Linked DNA regions of Sus scrofa: all the other regions are linked to region 3. Evidence: chromatin contacts called from public Hi-C and HiChIP or PLAC-seq data. All regions are on one chromosome and are shown on one strand. The core of a region is the stretch at or near the end of the contact, and the rest is flanking DNA. Distances in the headings are between cores, read along the strand shown.

Region 1 (4,764 bases), core at 1,272-3,771, 97 kb before region 3:
CACCCATCCCCAGGTGACGTCAGACGACCCAAACCTGCCTTCAGCTGGAAACCCACCAGGTCGGGGTGATATTATGATGTGTTATAAGAAGTACAAACTAGGTTTTCCTCCTGGCTCTGGCACAGAGCTCCTAAAACTCTCGTCATTTCCTATAGAAAAGCCATAGGTGGCATCTTCTGTTGTAATATTTACTTTTGTCCTCTGAAATAGCTCCAGAATGATAAAAGAGAAATGGCTGTCTCTTGGGGTTCCCAAACAAGCGCTTTTCAGCCACCCCTGAATTTATGTTCATCAGGTGACTTGGAAAACCCCTAAGGATGGGGACTGGTCGCCTGGGACACCACCCAAAATTGGAAGGTTGGAACCTTTAGCCCCGCCCCTCAGCTTCCCTCTACCTCCAGGAGGGGGGCGGTGCTGGAGATAGAGTTTGCCACCAATGGCCGATGGTTTAATGAATCATGCCAATGTAACAGAGTCTCCATCACAGAGTTTGGAGCGCTTCTGGGTCAGTGAACCCTGGGAAGTGCTGGAAACCTGGTGCCCCTTCCTTACATATGTGGCTTTCTGCATATTTCCCAGGCTAGGGGTCGAATTGGGGCTGCAGCTGGTGGCCTATACCACAGCCACAGCAACGCGGGATCCCAGCCGCATCTGCGACCTACTCCATAGCGCACGGCAATGCTGGATCCTTAACCCACTGAGTGAGGCCAGGATTGAACCTGCGTCCTCACGGATGCTAGCGGGGTTCATTAACCGCGGAGCCATGAAGGGAACGCCGCTTTCTGCATCTCTTCCTGAGGGCTGTTCCTGAGTGGTATCCTTTTTATGATAAATCAGTGGTCTAGTAAGTGAACTTTTTCCCGAGTTCTGTGAGCCATTCTAGCCAATTAATCAAATGTAAGGAGCGGGGCATGGGAACCTTTGATCTATGCCTGTGGGTCTGGAGCACAGGTAACAACCTGAACTTCATTTAGTGTCTGAAGTGTGGGTGAGCAGTTTTTTGGGACTGAGCCCTGAACTTGATCTGATGTGAACAGCAGGTAGACAGTGTCAGGATGGAGCTAAATTGTACAACATGCAGCTGATTTTGAACAATTTTTTTAAACTTTTTTTTTGGGGGGGCATGCCCATGGCACATGGAAGTTCTTGGGCCAGGGATCAAGCTCTGCCCACAGCAGTGACGTGAGTGACAGCAGTGACAATGCTAGATCGTTAACCTGCTGAACCACCAGGGAACTCCTGGTTTTTTTAATTGAAGTGCAGTTAATTTACAATGTTGTCTTAGCTTCTAGTAGACAGCAAACGGGTACAGTTATACATATATATATTCTTTTCCACTACAGTTTATTAAAAAAATATTGAATGTAGGTCCTTGTTGTTTATCTATTTTATCTATTTTATATACAGTAGTTTGTATTTGCTAATCCCAAACTCCTAATTTATCCTCCCCTACCCCTTCCCCCCTTTAAAAAATTTTTATTTTGCTTTTATGACAGTAGAGTCGATTTACAGTGTTATGTCAAATTCTGCTGTACAGCATAGTGATCCAGTTATACATACATATATATATATACACACACACATTCTTTTTTTTTTTTTTTTTTTAGGGCCCCGCCTGCAGCATATGGAGGTTCCCAGGCTAGGGGTCCAATCGGAACTGTAGCTGCTGGCCTGCACCGTAGCCACCGCAATGCCAGATCCGAGCTGCATCTGTGACCTACACTATGGCAATGCTGTATCCTTAACCCACTGAGTGAGCCAGGAATTGAACCTGCATCCTTATGGATGCTAGTTGGGTTGGCTAACCACTGAGCCACAAGGAGAACTCCAGCACCATTCTCTTAGCTCAAAAATTTCCCTCCCCACTTAGCTCTTGAGAATCGTTATCTTTCCTGGGTTTGTAAATAGCCCTGACTTGTGTGCCTTGGGCTAATGCAGGGGTTTTTCAGGCATTATTGCTATTTGCAGCCCTGGAAAGTCTTTGCCACGCCATCCTGTGCACTGGAGACGTTTAGCAGCCTCCCTGGACTCCACCCACCAGATGCCAAGGGCATCGCCTCTCAGTTATGACAACCGGTCTCCAGACATTGCCAGATGTTTCCTGGGAGCAAAGTCTCCTCCCCTGGTTGAGAATTACCCAGTTCCTGGAAAGAATTATTTTCAGCTGTGGTAGCAGGAAGGGGGCTGGAGCAGGGCCCCTCCAGGAGAGGCGACCAGAACCAGATGTACCACTTTGATCATTACACTGAAGCCCACTTTACAGCCACGTGTTTTATATCTGGCGGGGGCCTCAGTGACTGTTTTCTTCATTGTTATAAACTATCCTGGGGTGGTGGTGGTGGGGAAACAAGTCAGAGAATTGCCAGGTTTCCTCAGTCCAGTGAAAGGTGATGACATGTGAGTGATGTCTTGATTAGCGAAGAAGGAGCTGATTCCACCGAGGAAAGGGGTTGAAGGGGGAGTTAGGAAGTTCTGATCCTGGCCCAGATCTAGATGGCTGTGTGGCTTCAGGCGAGTCACTGAACCTCTCTGAGTTGTGATGATCAAATGCACCTAGAGATGAGAGGTGCCCAGGAGACTGCGTCGTCTGTAATTGGTCTGCCAAACACATGCAAATTCTCCATTTTTTTTTTTTTTTTGGGTCTTTTTCTAGGGCCGCACCTGTGACATAGGGCGGTTCCTAGGCTAGGGGTCCAATCGGAGCTGTAGCCACTGGCCTACGCCAGATCCACAGCAATTCGGGATCCGAGCCGCGTCTGCAACCTACACCACAGCTCACGGCAACGCCGGATCCTTAACCCACTGAGCAAGGGCAGGGATCGAACCTGCAACCTCATGGTTCCTAGTTGGATTTGTCAACCACTGAACCACGATGGGAACTCCAAAATTCTCCATTTTAATTAATTAATTAATCATTCATTCTCAGGACGTTCCCAGGCTAGGGGCTTGGATCGGAGCTGCAGCTGCTGACCTACACCACAGCCACGGCAACATGGAATCTGAGCCGAATCTGCAACCCACATCACGCAGCCTTCGGCAACATTGAATTCTTAACCCCCTGAGCAAGGCCAAAGATTGAACCTGCATCCTCATGGATCCTATGTTGGGTTCTCAACCCGCTGAGCCACAACAGGAACTCCACATTCTCCTTTTAAACTCTGAATAATGATGAACATGATGGCAACCAGAGTTTCCTAATAGCTTTGTGATGGTGAAAACTGCAAAACCAAAACCAAATACAAGGATTGCCCAGCCAGTGGTAGATGAATTCATGAGCGCAGATTCCTGTCTGGCAATTATGCTGTGCAAGCAGTGCTCGGAGCTTGTGCCTCTTTCTAAAAAGGAGAAGAATCAAAGGGTTAGAAGGAAGCCCGAGAGGTCATTCATGACTTCCTGCTCGTGCTGAACTGGCTCCACTGTTCTTAGAAAGTTTGATGTTTTCTTAAAAATGGGGGAGATGAAAGAAATGCATGCATGGGTACACGCGCTCGTGCACACACGCATACACGCGGTAGATTTCAAGAAAGGGTTGACAGCTCCGTGTCCTTTATTGCAGTGCCAGTGCACTGTACCCACCCAGCCCCCTGCAAGCCCCTGATAAACAAATCTATAAAGTTATGTTGGAATGGGGTTGGGAGTTGGAAATCACACCCAGCTTTGCAGATGGCGCAATGGCCGGAGGAAGAGTGGGAGCTGCTTTGAACAAGTACCAAAAAGAAAATAACAAGTTAGTTCTCGCTTGACTAATAGGGACTGAGAAAGCGAGCCAGACCCACCGAGTAATTGACCACCTGGGGCTGAGGGATTTGAAGCTCGTTTCTTCTTGGGGTTCTGATTAGAGTCCTGGATTTGAAGATCTGAAAAAACCAGATCCTCTCTCAACTCCTCTCCTTCCATCTTCCCTCCCTCCCTCCTTCCTTCCATCTCACCCCTCCCTCCCTCCACCCAATGTTACCAAACAGGCAAAACCAGTGAGTTAAATGCCACCCAAGCTGCTCTCAGCCAGTCTCTATTAGTGAGATGAACCTTTCTTTTTATTTCTTTATTTTGTCTTTTTTAGGGCTGCACTCGAGGTATATGCGGGTTCCCATGCTAGGGGTCGAATTGGAGCTACAGCCACACAGCTACCGGCCTACGCTGCAGCCACAGCCACAGCAATGTGGGATCCGAGGCACGTCTTCGACCTACGCCACAGCTCATGGCAACACCGGATCCTTAACCCACTGAGCAAGACCAGGGATCGAACCTGTGTCTTCATGGATACTAGCCAGATTTATTTCCTCTGAGCCACGACAGGAACGCTGAGATGAACCTTTAAATCACCTGTATTCCCAGGACACAATTTACATTTTAATGGAAGGATTATTTTTTTTATTTTTATTTTTTTTTGTCTTTTGTCTTTTTTGTTGTTGTTTTGTTGTTGTTGTTGTTGTTGTTGCTATTTCTTGGGCCGCTCCCGCGGCATATGGAGGTTCCCAGGCTAGGGGTCGAATCGGAGCTGTAGCCACCGGCCTACGCCAGAGCCACAGCAACGTGGGATCCGAGCCGCGTCTGCAACCTACACCACAGCTCACGGCAACGCCAGATCGTTAACCCACTGAGCAAGGGCAGGGATCGAACCCGAAACCTCATGGTTCCTAGTCGGATTCGTTAACCACTGCGCCACGACGGGAACTCCCGGATTATTTGCATCACTATCCATTTTCTACAGTTTCCTGAGCTGTAAGTTACCTTCAAGACTAAGAAAGGTGGAGGGTGGCTGCA
Region 2 (4,369 bases), core at 955-3,454, 77 kb before region 3:
AAGCTCTAGCGATGACAGAGGGGTTTCCTGGCAGCCCAGTGCTTTTCCAGGTGCTTAAATTCTTCGTGATCCTCGTCACCTCCCTGTGGAGCTAGGACTCAGACTGGGGCCACCTGCCTCTCGTCCAGGGCTTGGCAGCTTCCTGGGTGGGAACCCAGGGAACCCAGCCTGGGGTTACTTTCTCCCGTGGGGCAAAACTTCCAGCCCTGCTAGGGTCTGCCGAGCTCCTTGTGCCCCAGGCTCTCCAAAGGCCCCAGTGTCCCTCAGCCTTTGATTCAAAATACCCATCTAGGAGTTCCCTCTATGGCTCAGCAGGTTAAGAACCCGACTGGTATCCATGAGGATGCAGATTCAATCTCTGGCCTTGCACAAGAGGTTAAGGATCTGGGGTTGCTGCAAGCTGTGGTGTAGGTCACAGATATGGCTGGGATCCAGCGTTGCTGTGGCTGTGGTGTAGGCTTCACTGCAACTCTGATTTGACCCCTGGCCTGGGAACCTCCATATGCCGCAGGTGGTGTGAGAAGTGACGTAATGTCTTTTCTATCAAAGGAAATCTTGGTGACTCTGTTTTGCTCTGGTTTCAGCTGAAACGCCCTCCTGTGACCCCCTCCTCTTTCCCTCTTCTCTCAGCAACAGTTTGTTTCAATTAGCCAACTGGGAAGAAGGTGTGCCCTGACCTGACGCATGGGAAGGGGACAGGTACATCACCTGTGTTAGGGATACATCGGGAGGGTCTTTTCTTTTTTGCGTGCTTTTTGAGCACCCACGCCCCCCTGTAGAAGTAAAGAGTCTTGTCAAGATCTCCCCTTGTCCATGTGTCTCATTTTCTGACACTGATGATCTGGGCCATCTCCCCAACAGCGGGACAGTAAAACAAAAACAAAACCCATCCACGGCCCTCTGTGATCTTGGGCAAGTTACTGATCTCTCAAAAGCCTGACCTTCCTTCTCTGTAAAAGGGGGAGACTTTTTGTGAGGCTTATATGAAGCTATTCATGAAGAGATTTTTAGTGGATAAACATGCAGAAGCCAAAACCCAGGCTTATCATCATCCGCTGGGGCAGGTGTCAATGAACTTTCCCGGTAAGGCCAGACAGCCAATGCTGTTGGTCTTACAGACCCTCTGGTGTCTGCCATTACTCAATTTTGCCTTTGTCTCTCCAGAGCAGCCAAGGACAATAAGCAAATGAGCATGCCCAAGTTTCAATAAAACTTTATTTACAAAAACAGATGCAGGGCCAGCTTTGGCTCAAGGTAGTTTGCTGAGCCCCAATCTAAGACCTCGAGGCTCCATTGCCTCTGTCTCATAACAGAAGGTGGAGCAGCGTCGGGTCAGGTTTGGTGTGAAGTTCAGGCTGTCTGTGAGCATTGTTTTGTCTGGGCTGCAGTGTGCAGTGGTTTGACGGGGCATCTCAGTTCCCAGACCAGGGATTGAACCCCGGTCGTAGTGGTGAGAGTGCCAAGTCCTAAACACTAGACCACCAGGGAACTCTCTGTCAATGAGCCTTTAAAGGGCTGAGGCTGATCTCCTTTGAGACCTCATCCTGGGATCTCAGGAACACGTGATTCGGGCAGAGTAAGTGTTTGAGGTTAAATGACTTCTTTTCCTGGTGTCCAGATCCTCATGCTTTTAATGAGCTCAGCAGATGTTTGGCGAACATGTGGGGGTGATTAACACCAGCAATGAGAATGCCAATAGGGCCAGCCCTCAGTGTACCATCCCGCTGTCCCAAAAAGGCATCCTTGTAATCAGAGCCACCTATTGTCTGTCTCCTAGCAACCGGGATTCCAGCGCCCTATCCCTACACAGTCTCATTGAATTCTTATAAGAGCCCCATCATGTCGGTACTCTAATAATGACTCCTGTTAAACAAGAGGGAAACTGAGGCTTGGAGGGACAAGGCCACACAGCCGGAAAGGGCAAGGATGCAAACCTGAAAGCTTCCAACTTCAGAGTCGTGGTTGTTGTTGTTGTTGTTTTTTTCCACCTTCTCTGGTCACAAGGCTCCTGGTTCGTGGATGAACCTCCCACCCTGCCCTGTGCCCAGGCCCTGTGCCCTTTCCTGGGCCAGCAGGTAGCTGTCGCGACTCAGTCCTTCTGCTCCGAGCCCCCTTTTAGAGCCCCCCCTCCCCGGTTCACACCCCTCCTCCCTTCCTCACCCAAACAACTTCCTGGCCCAGCCCTGCCTGCCTGGCTTGACTCGGTCCAGCCCTTCCTTGTGGGCTGCCAGGAGCCTCCTCCCATCCTCCTGCCCGCCCGCCTGGCAGGTCTGGCAGGTGAGTGACTCACCCCTGGGCCCACTGCACGCCCAGCGAGGGGAGCCAGTGGATGTGACCCCCTGGGCTCCTGCCCATTCTGCCAGCCGCTGCGACAGACGAGACCCTTCCCTGCCGTGGGGGCCTGCCCGCATCACCCGTGCTCCCTTCTTCCTCGGTTGGAGTTGGACGGCACAGAATCCAGGTCAGGCTTTTGGTGTTTCGCCATCTCTGTCCTTTGCTGGGCTGGAGGAGGACACTTTGGCGGTCTCTGGGTGTGTGTCTGGGTCTCGTTGTCGTCAACACCCTTGGGCTCTGGGCCTGGGGACACCCTGCTCTGTCCCAGGTGGTGGTGGGGCTCGGAATGCCTTGTGTGGCACTCGGGAGAACTCGGCTGGGAGCCTCGGGGATCATGACCTTGACCCTCACGGAGCAGGTCGGGGCAAGGCGGGGGTGAGGAAGGCAGAGGGAGCCGGGCAGGGGTGTGTGGCAGTGGGAACTTTGCCCGCCTCCCTTCTAAGGTCACAGAGTTTGATAGCTGCAGCTGGATACGGCCTCAGAGGACACCCAGCTCAGTGGCATCATTTTACTGCTGGGAAAACTGAGGCCCCAGGGAGAGGGACTAACTCTAGGTCATTCTGTGAGTCAGAGGCCAGAGGGGCTAGCTGCTCCCCCCACCCCCTCCCCCCCTGTGCTCCTTCCCTGCCCCTTAGCGCCTGCCCCTCTGTTTCTGCCCCCAGCCCATCCTGGCAGCCCTCTCTTACCTCCTCCTATCCTGGCCGCGTTAGAAGAAACACACTGCGCACGGTTTCATGGGTGTGATGTCATGGGCTCAGAGTTGGAAGCGTTTTAAAGGTCACCCCGGTTGTTCTGGCTGTGAGTCTCAGACAGGTGGCCATTTAGCCCCGACTTGAGTATCTCCGGTGACGGAGAGCTCACTGCTTGCGGAGGCAGCAGTTTCGTTTGTGGGGCCAGCGTCTGGCGAAGGATGGTATCATGCTTGCTGGGCACTTGCCTTGTGCCAGGCGCTTTGCTAAGCTAGTATGTGACATGTATGAACCCACTGAATCCTCCCAGCACCCCATGAGGTAAGTTTTATTATTATCGTTCTTGTCTATAGCTGAGGAAGCAGGCACAGAGAGGTTAAGTAACTTACTCGAGATGTCACAGCTTGAAGAAAGGGGACCTGAGATTTGAAGCTGGGCAAGCCTGGGTCTAGAGCCCAGTGGAGCCCTGAGTTCTGTCGCTTGGTTGCTGTTGCAGGGCCAGAATGATGAGGCTTCCAGGGCTCGGGGGGGTCCTGCTGGGCCTGGTGAGGCTGAGGTTGTCAGGGGGACCTTGGGCCATTGTGTGTCCCTCTGGTTGACCTCCCAGGGGGAGGGCCATGGCTCAGAGAGGTGAGGGAACTTACTTGAGGTCACACAGCTAAGAGATGGCAGAGGGTCAGACCCTCCCTCTTGGCTCCTAACAGTGTTCGCTGCACCAGGCCGGCCCCTCCTCCCTGTGGCATTTCCTCCAGAGGCTCCTGGGACCTCTGGGACAGAGATGTCTGAGTGAGGCTGCCTCCTCAGGGTCCCCTGAGGTTCATTCAGGGGCCTCTCTTCCATCCTCTCAAGGGCTCAGCTCCTCTGGGAATAATGCCACCAGCCCTCCCAGTTGGGTGTCCTCAGTTACTGGGATTTTGGAGTCTTCAGGGGGTGACTGGTCTAGCCTCATTCACATTCCCACCACCCAGAGGCTGAGAAGAACCCCTGGGCTCTTTCCTGGGCTCCCTCCGCAGGATGATACGTGGGCAAGAGGTACCCAGGGAGTTCCTGTTGTGACTCAGTAGGTTAAGGACCTGACGTAGTCTCTGTGAGGATGTGAGTTCATTTCATCCCTGGCCTCACTCAGTGGGTTAAGGATCCGGCGTTGTGGTGAGCTGTGGTATAGGTCAAAGAAGTGGCTTGGATCTGGCATTGCTGTGGCCATGGTGTAGGCCGGCAGCTGCAGGTCCGATTCGACCCCTAGCCTGGGAATCTCCATATGCTGTGGATGTGGCCCTAAAAAAGGAAAAAAAAAGAGGTCCCCAGGGTGATTCCGTTCTGTCCTCTCTTCCTGGTAATAGTGACAA
Region 3 (4,936 bases), core at 748-3,247:
GGGCCCGTTTCTTGGCCCACAGGGCGCCAGTTGTGCTGAGCAATGGGGAGGCCGTGGATGCAGCTTTCTCCGGGGTCCATCGCTCCAGCTGGAGGCGGAAGAGCTCCCGTCGCAGTGAGTGCCCAGACCCCAGGTCTCAGCCCCAGGAGGGTGGTGCCAGGATGGGGCCCAGAGCTGATGGGGGCTCATGCAAGCCAAGGGCTCGTCCTTGTTGCATGGCTGCTGTGGGCTTGGTGGCTGCTATGAGGTGACTCGGCCATTGCCCACCCTTGAGAGTGGCCCCCTTTGTCACTTGATGAGATCTGTGGCCCAGGAGTAGGTCATGCATTCAGCTGTTCCTCTGTCCCCTCAGTACTTCCGAAGGTGATCTGGTGGTGGGTGTACCCTGGTGACCAAGATGGGGTCCCTCTGGGAGCTAAACCAGACACACAGGCAGGCAGATACCACAGGTGCTGGGTTGGGGGGGATTAGGAGAGCCCAGGAGTCCTGAAGGCAGAGAGTGAAGGAGCAGGGGTCAGGGTGAGTGTGGCCAGGCTGAGGGGGAGCCTGTGCTGGAGCCCGAGGGCGAGGGGATGCCGGGCACATGGGAAGCAGCCAACCTGGGCGCGGTGGAGGGAGGGCCCAAGGGGTGAGCAGGCCAGGCGAGGCTGCCTTCTCCCCAGCTCCTCCTGGGGTGTGGGGGGCCTTGGAGGCTGCACTTTCCTGAAGGCAAAAGGGAGTCACGAGAGGCCCTAGGAAGCCATGAGAGCGCCATGCGGCCATGTGTGCATTTCAGTCCTGTCACTGTGGGATGGGGTGATGCTCTGAGACAGGTGGGTGGGCTGGAGGCTGACCAGGAGAGGGAGGCTGATGGCTGGAGCCAGGGACCTGGAGTGAGATGGGCAGGTTTCAGAGCCGTGTGGGAGGCAGAATCCATGGAGGGGTGGGGTGGGCAGGTGAGGAGATCTGACTGGGCTCTGGGGGCCCTGGGACCGTAGGAAGCAATGCAATTAGGACAGTGGGGACTTCAGAGTCTGGTCCTATGCAGGTGAGGACAGACTCCCATTGAGGGTGGGGACTGCTTTTCCAAACCCTACCTCTGCAGGGGCTCCATGCCCCTAAAGGGGGCAGAGATTGGGTGCACAATTTCGGAGCGGGGGGGGGGGGGAACAGCTCATTAAATGTTCCATCCCTGGAGCTGCTAACAGGGGCAGGCTGTGAGCTCTGCCCTGCTCCTAGCCTGCCCAGCAAAATGATAGGGGAGCCATGTGCTCATTTGCTGAATGTTTCACCAATCAGGACCCCGCTGGCTGAGTTCTGTGGGACACCCCTTCACCCCACTCTCCAAATCCTTTTCCCTACACCGGGACATTTCCTGTACTCCCTACAGCCATCTTGCCCTCCCCCACCTCTGGGTGGGTAGGAGCTGGCTCCTTCTGGGGTAGTCGTGGGGGCCTGGGCAATAGAAGAGGCTTCCGGGCCCCAGGGCACAAATGCTGGGTCTGCTTCATGCTCCCTGCAAGTGCCATCGGCCAGATGGGCCGGCCTGCGGGTGGCCGGGAGGCGGATGGAGTGTGCTTCGGTCACTGGGAGGGCGCCTTGGAGGGGCTGGAGGGCGAGAAGAGGCAGCGGAACCCGGTCCTCTGAGCGCAGTGGCAGGCCGGGGCTCCCCAGGGGCTGGGCTGCAGGATGCTGGCCCAGCTGAGCCGCGGGGATGCGGGCGGGAGGGAGCCGCCAGCTGGTGCAGTCCTGGTGTCACTCCGGCTGCCGCCTCCCGCCTGGGCCGCCAGAGCCGGGCTCGAGCTCTCCTCCTCTCCCTTCTCTCCCAGTCGAGAGGTTTACTTTCCCCGCCCTGGAGGAAGATGTGATTTACGACGACGTCCCCTGCGAGAACCTGGACGCTCATCAATCCGGTAAAGTCTCCTTCGGGCGTCCTTGTTTCTCTCCCGACGGACCGGGGGGCGGGGGGGCGGGGCCGGGGGAGGGTCTTTCCTTGCGCGTCTTCCGTGGCCCCACCCAGTCCATGGCCCCGCCTTCTTGCTTTAAAAAACCCCTGCGCTCTTCCCGGGAGCGTCGGGAGACCGCGGAGGGCGGGGCCGGGCTGGGGCTGGGGAGGGGTTAGGGCGTCCAGGGCAGGGGCACCCTGGGCTGTGGGTCCCCAGGCCACTCTTTCACGTCTCCGTCTCCATTCCTCCTGAAAATGGTTTAAGAGCCCCAGAGCTGTTGAGAAGGACAGTTTATTAAAGCTGACCGGTGAGGCCTGGGCCCTGCTCTGGGGCGAGGCCCGCGGTGAGCAGGGAGGGCGGGGAGGTGGTGGCCACAGAGGGGAACAGAGCCGGGGAGGGTGAGTCCTGCCGGAACTGGGCCCCACATACTCACCTGGCTGGAGGGGGGACTCTCCAGGGAGGAGGGCTAGTTCATGTCCCTTCACAGCCAGAGCCATCTTTGCTGGAACACCTTATGCCAGCTGCTCTTCATGTTTTGTCCCCAAACTTCGCTTAGAGTCTTACTTCCTTATTCTTGAGAGGAGGAAACTGTAGAGGGGGGATTCCAATCTGGGTCATTCTGAATCCAAGTCCAATGCTCTGTGCCCTACCCCCCAAAGGACTTGGGTGGCATTTTATGATGGATGAAGCACATTTGCTCCCCCTATTCAGTGACCCCGTGATGGGGCAGGGTTTATGGCTCCAGGTGACAGTCACATCAGAGAGGTTAAGCCACCAGCCCCACATCACACAGCCAGAACTGGAATAGACATTTGCCTGACTCTGCTTTTCCTACTATTCTGCCTGCCTTTAGGGGCTCCCCATCTAGAAGAGGAAACATCCCCTGCCTTTGAGGAGTTCTCAGTCTGACAGGGGCGACCAGGACCATCCTGGGGCAGCGTATAATCCAATGGGAGAGACACACAGACAACACGACTCCATCTGAGGGCCCACAGAGGGACACTCCTGATGTCTGTTCCAGGAACAGGGGTGGTGGGCCAGTGATACACGCATCTATCTGGCAAGCCCCGAATGGACCTGGGCCTGTTCCTGCTTGTAGCTCATGCAAATCCAGGAGAGTGGGAACGGGCGGCTGTATGCAGGTCCCAGAGCTGGTAGATCTGAGCAGCCTGAGGCTGTCATTTGACCCATTTGGGCTGTTCTCCCATCTGAATCAAATCAACCACTGAAGACTTGGCCACAGTCTGCACTGGGCACCATCGTGTCCTCAGGATGTGGGGTCTGGCATGTCCTGCAGTTTACTCTGAGGCAGACAAGAGCAGGTGGTCTGGGAGCCAGCTCTGCACCTACAATTTGAGGACCAGAACCCCTGCCCCAGGACCCCCCACTCTCAGAGCTGTGGGAGGATTGGGTCCCAGAGGCTGTGGCCGGCCCTCAGCAGGTGCACGGCACAAGGATGCTGTTGTTAGGAGTGTCATACCTGCCGGGGCCCAGCACTGACCTGTGCAGCCTGTGACGAGGTTTTCCGCCGAGATGCAGGCAGCATGGGCCAGTGGACACACACAGCCCTGGGTTCAAATCCTGGCTGCTGCTGATTCTCTGTGCTTTGGGCCTCGGTTTCTTCATGTGGAATCAGATTATCATTCTGACCTCATAGGCCTTTGGGGAGGATTGCACCAGAGGACTTCTGCTTAATCCCTCAGGCCTCAGTCAAGGCATCTGCCCAATTGGGCAATAATAGCTTTCTCCTTGGGGGTTGTGAGGACGCCAGGAGATGACTGATGTAGAGCATGGGCGGGCGATGGTAAGAGCTTTGAAAGGGGGCCGTGATCTTGAGCATTAGGGAAGCGCCAGGCCCCCAGGAGGCAGGGGAGGCAGAGGGCAGGGACCAGACTGCTCTGAGGCCCAAGAAAGCTGAAGAGTTGGCACCGACTCAGGAATCTGTGACCCTGTCTCCACTGGAGAGAGGAGCCCGGGGGATCAGGAGCATGGTGGAGCCTTCATCGAAGACAATGGATGGAGCCCCCTCCCTGCTCACTGCCTGACCTTGGGCCAACACCTGTCTTCCCTGGGCATCGTTTCCTCATTTGACTAATAGGAGAGGGTGATGATTTGCACCCTGCTGGCCCCAGAGGGCTGCTGGGAGAATCCGGCATGTAGATGTGGGTGGGCGGGGCCAATGCCCCTTGGAAGCCGGGAGAAGCAGATGCTGCTTGTAGTGTGGTTCTTCCTCGGGGGCAGCCCCAAACTGGGCTCCTGGGTCACGGGGCCTCCGCTGCAGGCATAGGACAATCAGCCCAGCCTTATAAAGGTTACAGCTTGGTCACCAGCTGCTCTGTTCCCTGGAGACGTTAGTCAGTATCATCTTTTGCTTAAAAATAACCTCGGGCTCCCTCCTAATTCTGGGATCCAAGCCTTCAGCTAAGCCCCGTGTGTCTGTTTTGCTCTTTGGCTGACAATCTTCCCAGACCTCTCCCCTACCCAGCTTCCTGTGCGGGGGAGGGGGAGGCTTTGGGTCAGCGTGGAGATACCCGAGCCCACCCAGAGCCCCCGCGAGTCAGGATCAGTTGCTCTTTGCTGAGCGCCTGCCATGTGCCAGGCTCCTTGCTAAAGTATATTTTATCTAACTCCACCTTTCGGCTTGTTATCATCCCCATTTTGCAGAGAGGCCTCTGATTGACCACAGCTCTCTGCTCTTCAGCATGTGTGGTTTCTGAGCAGATTTTTTTTTCTTAAATCCTTCCCAGTGCCGTATTTCTTCTGTGTTGACAAAAAAGCATTTTCACCTTCGTGCCCTTTTGGAGTCTGGCCTCACATTAGTGAGGCCTGCAGTTCAGTTTTTCTCCAGGTATCAGCCCAGGAAGTGCAGCCCAGGGGTCAAGGGGGTGCTGAGAGCATCCAGCGATAGAGCTGGAGCCCTGTCTTCTGGGCCTGGGGGAGCGTCTTTCCCACATCTGTCTGGAAGCAGGGTCTCAAACCCCACTTGACAAGGACCCCAAGAGTCCCTGGTC

Evidence for each region. A called contact is a pair of places that touch in the nucleus more often than the background predicts. HiChIP or PLAC-seq counts read pairs in DNA pulled down with a chosen protein or histone mark.
Region 1: a contact with region 3 is called in a Hi-C map of retroperitoneal adipose tissue, with 2.6 times the contacts expected there. The contact joins two enhancer-like sites. A contact is called at or near these places in 3 of 5 promoter capture datasets (fetal liver, fetal skeletal muscle and liver), 25 of 47 Hi-C or Micro-C datasets (alveolar macrophages, brain, embryonic fibroblasts and 14 more) and 2 of 2 datasets of contacts at active chromatin or transcription factors (alveolar macrophages and skeletal muscle).
Region 2: a contact with region 3 is called in an H3K27ac HiChIP or PLAC-seq map of skeletal muscle. The contact joins the promoter of ARHGEF10L here to the enhancer-like site in region 3. A contact is called at or near these places in 3 of 5 promoter capture datasets (fetal liver, fetal skeletal muscle and liver), 24 of 47 Hi-C or Micro-C datasets (alveolar macrophages, embryonic fibroblasts, epiblast stem cells and 13 more) and 2 of 2 datasets of contacts at active chromatin or transcription factors (alveolar macrophages and skeletal muscle).

Annotation. Positions count from the first base shown.
Region 1 is chr6:76,041,785-76,046,548 of Sscrofa11.1, forward strand. No RefSeq gene overlaps it. Among named protein-coding and RNA genes, the nearest start is that of ARHGEF10L, 20 kb to the right of the region's middle. Within about 2 kb of position 2,522, at least 1 of the 83 cell types and tissues checked has an H3K27ac peak or open chromatin away from gene starts, as enhancers often do. A contact at or near this core is called in retroperitoneal adipose tissue, where this site is marked.
Region 2 is chr6:76,062,008-76,066,376 of Sscrofa11.1, forward strand. ARHGEF10L (rho guanine nucleotide exchange factor 10-like protein) reads left to right here and starts at 2,205. Exons shown (of 27, transcript XM_021095452.1): 1 at 2,205-2,461.
Region 3 is chr6:76,139,699-76,144,634 of Sscrofa11.1, forward strand. It overlaps ARHGEF10L (rho guanine nucleotide exchange factor 10-like protein), which reads left to right. Exons shown (of 27, transcript XM_021095452.1): 5 at 23-114; 6 at 1,809-1,892. Among named protein-coding and RNA genes, the nearest start is that of ARHGEF10L, 78 kb to the left of the region's middle. Within about 2 kb of position 1,998, at least 50 of the 83 cell types and tissues checked have an H3K27ac peak or open chromatin away from gene starts, as enhancers often do. A contact at or near this core is called in alveolar macrophages, embryonic fibroblasts, fetal liver and 5 more, where this site is marked.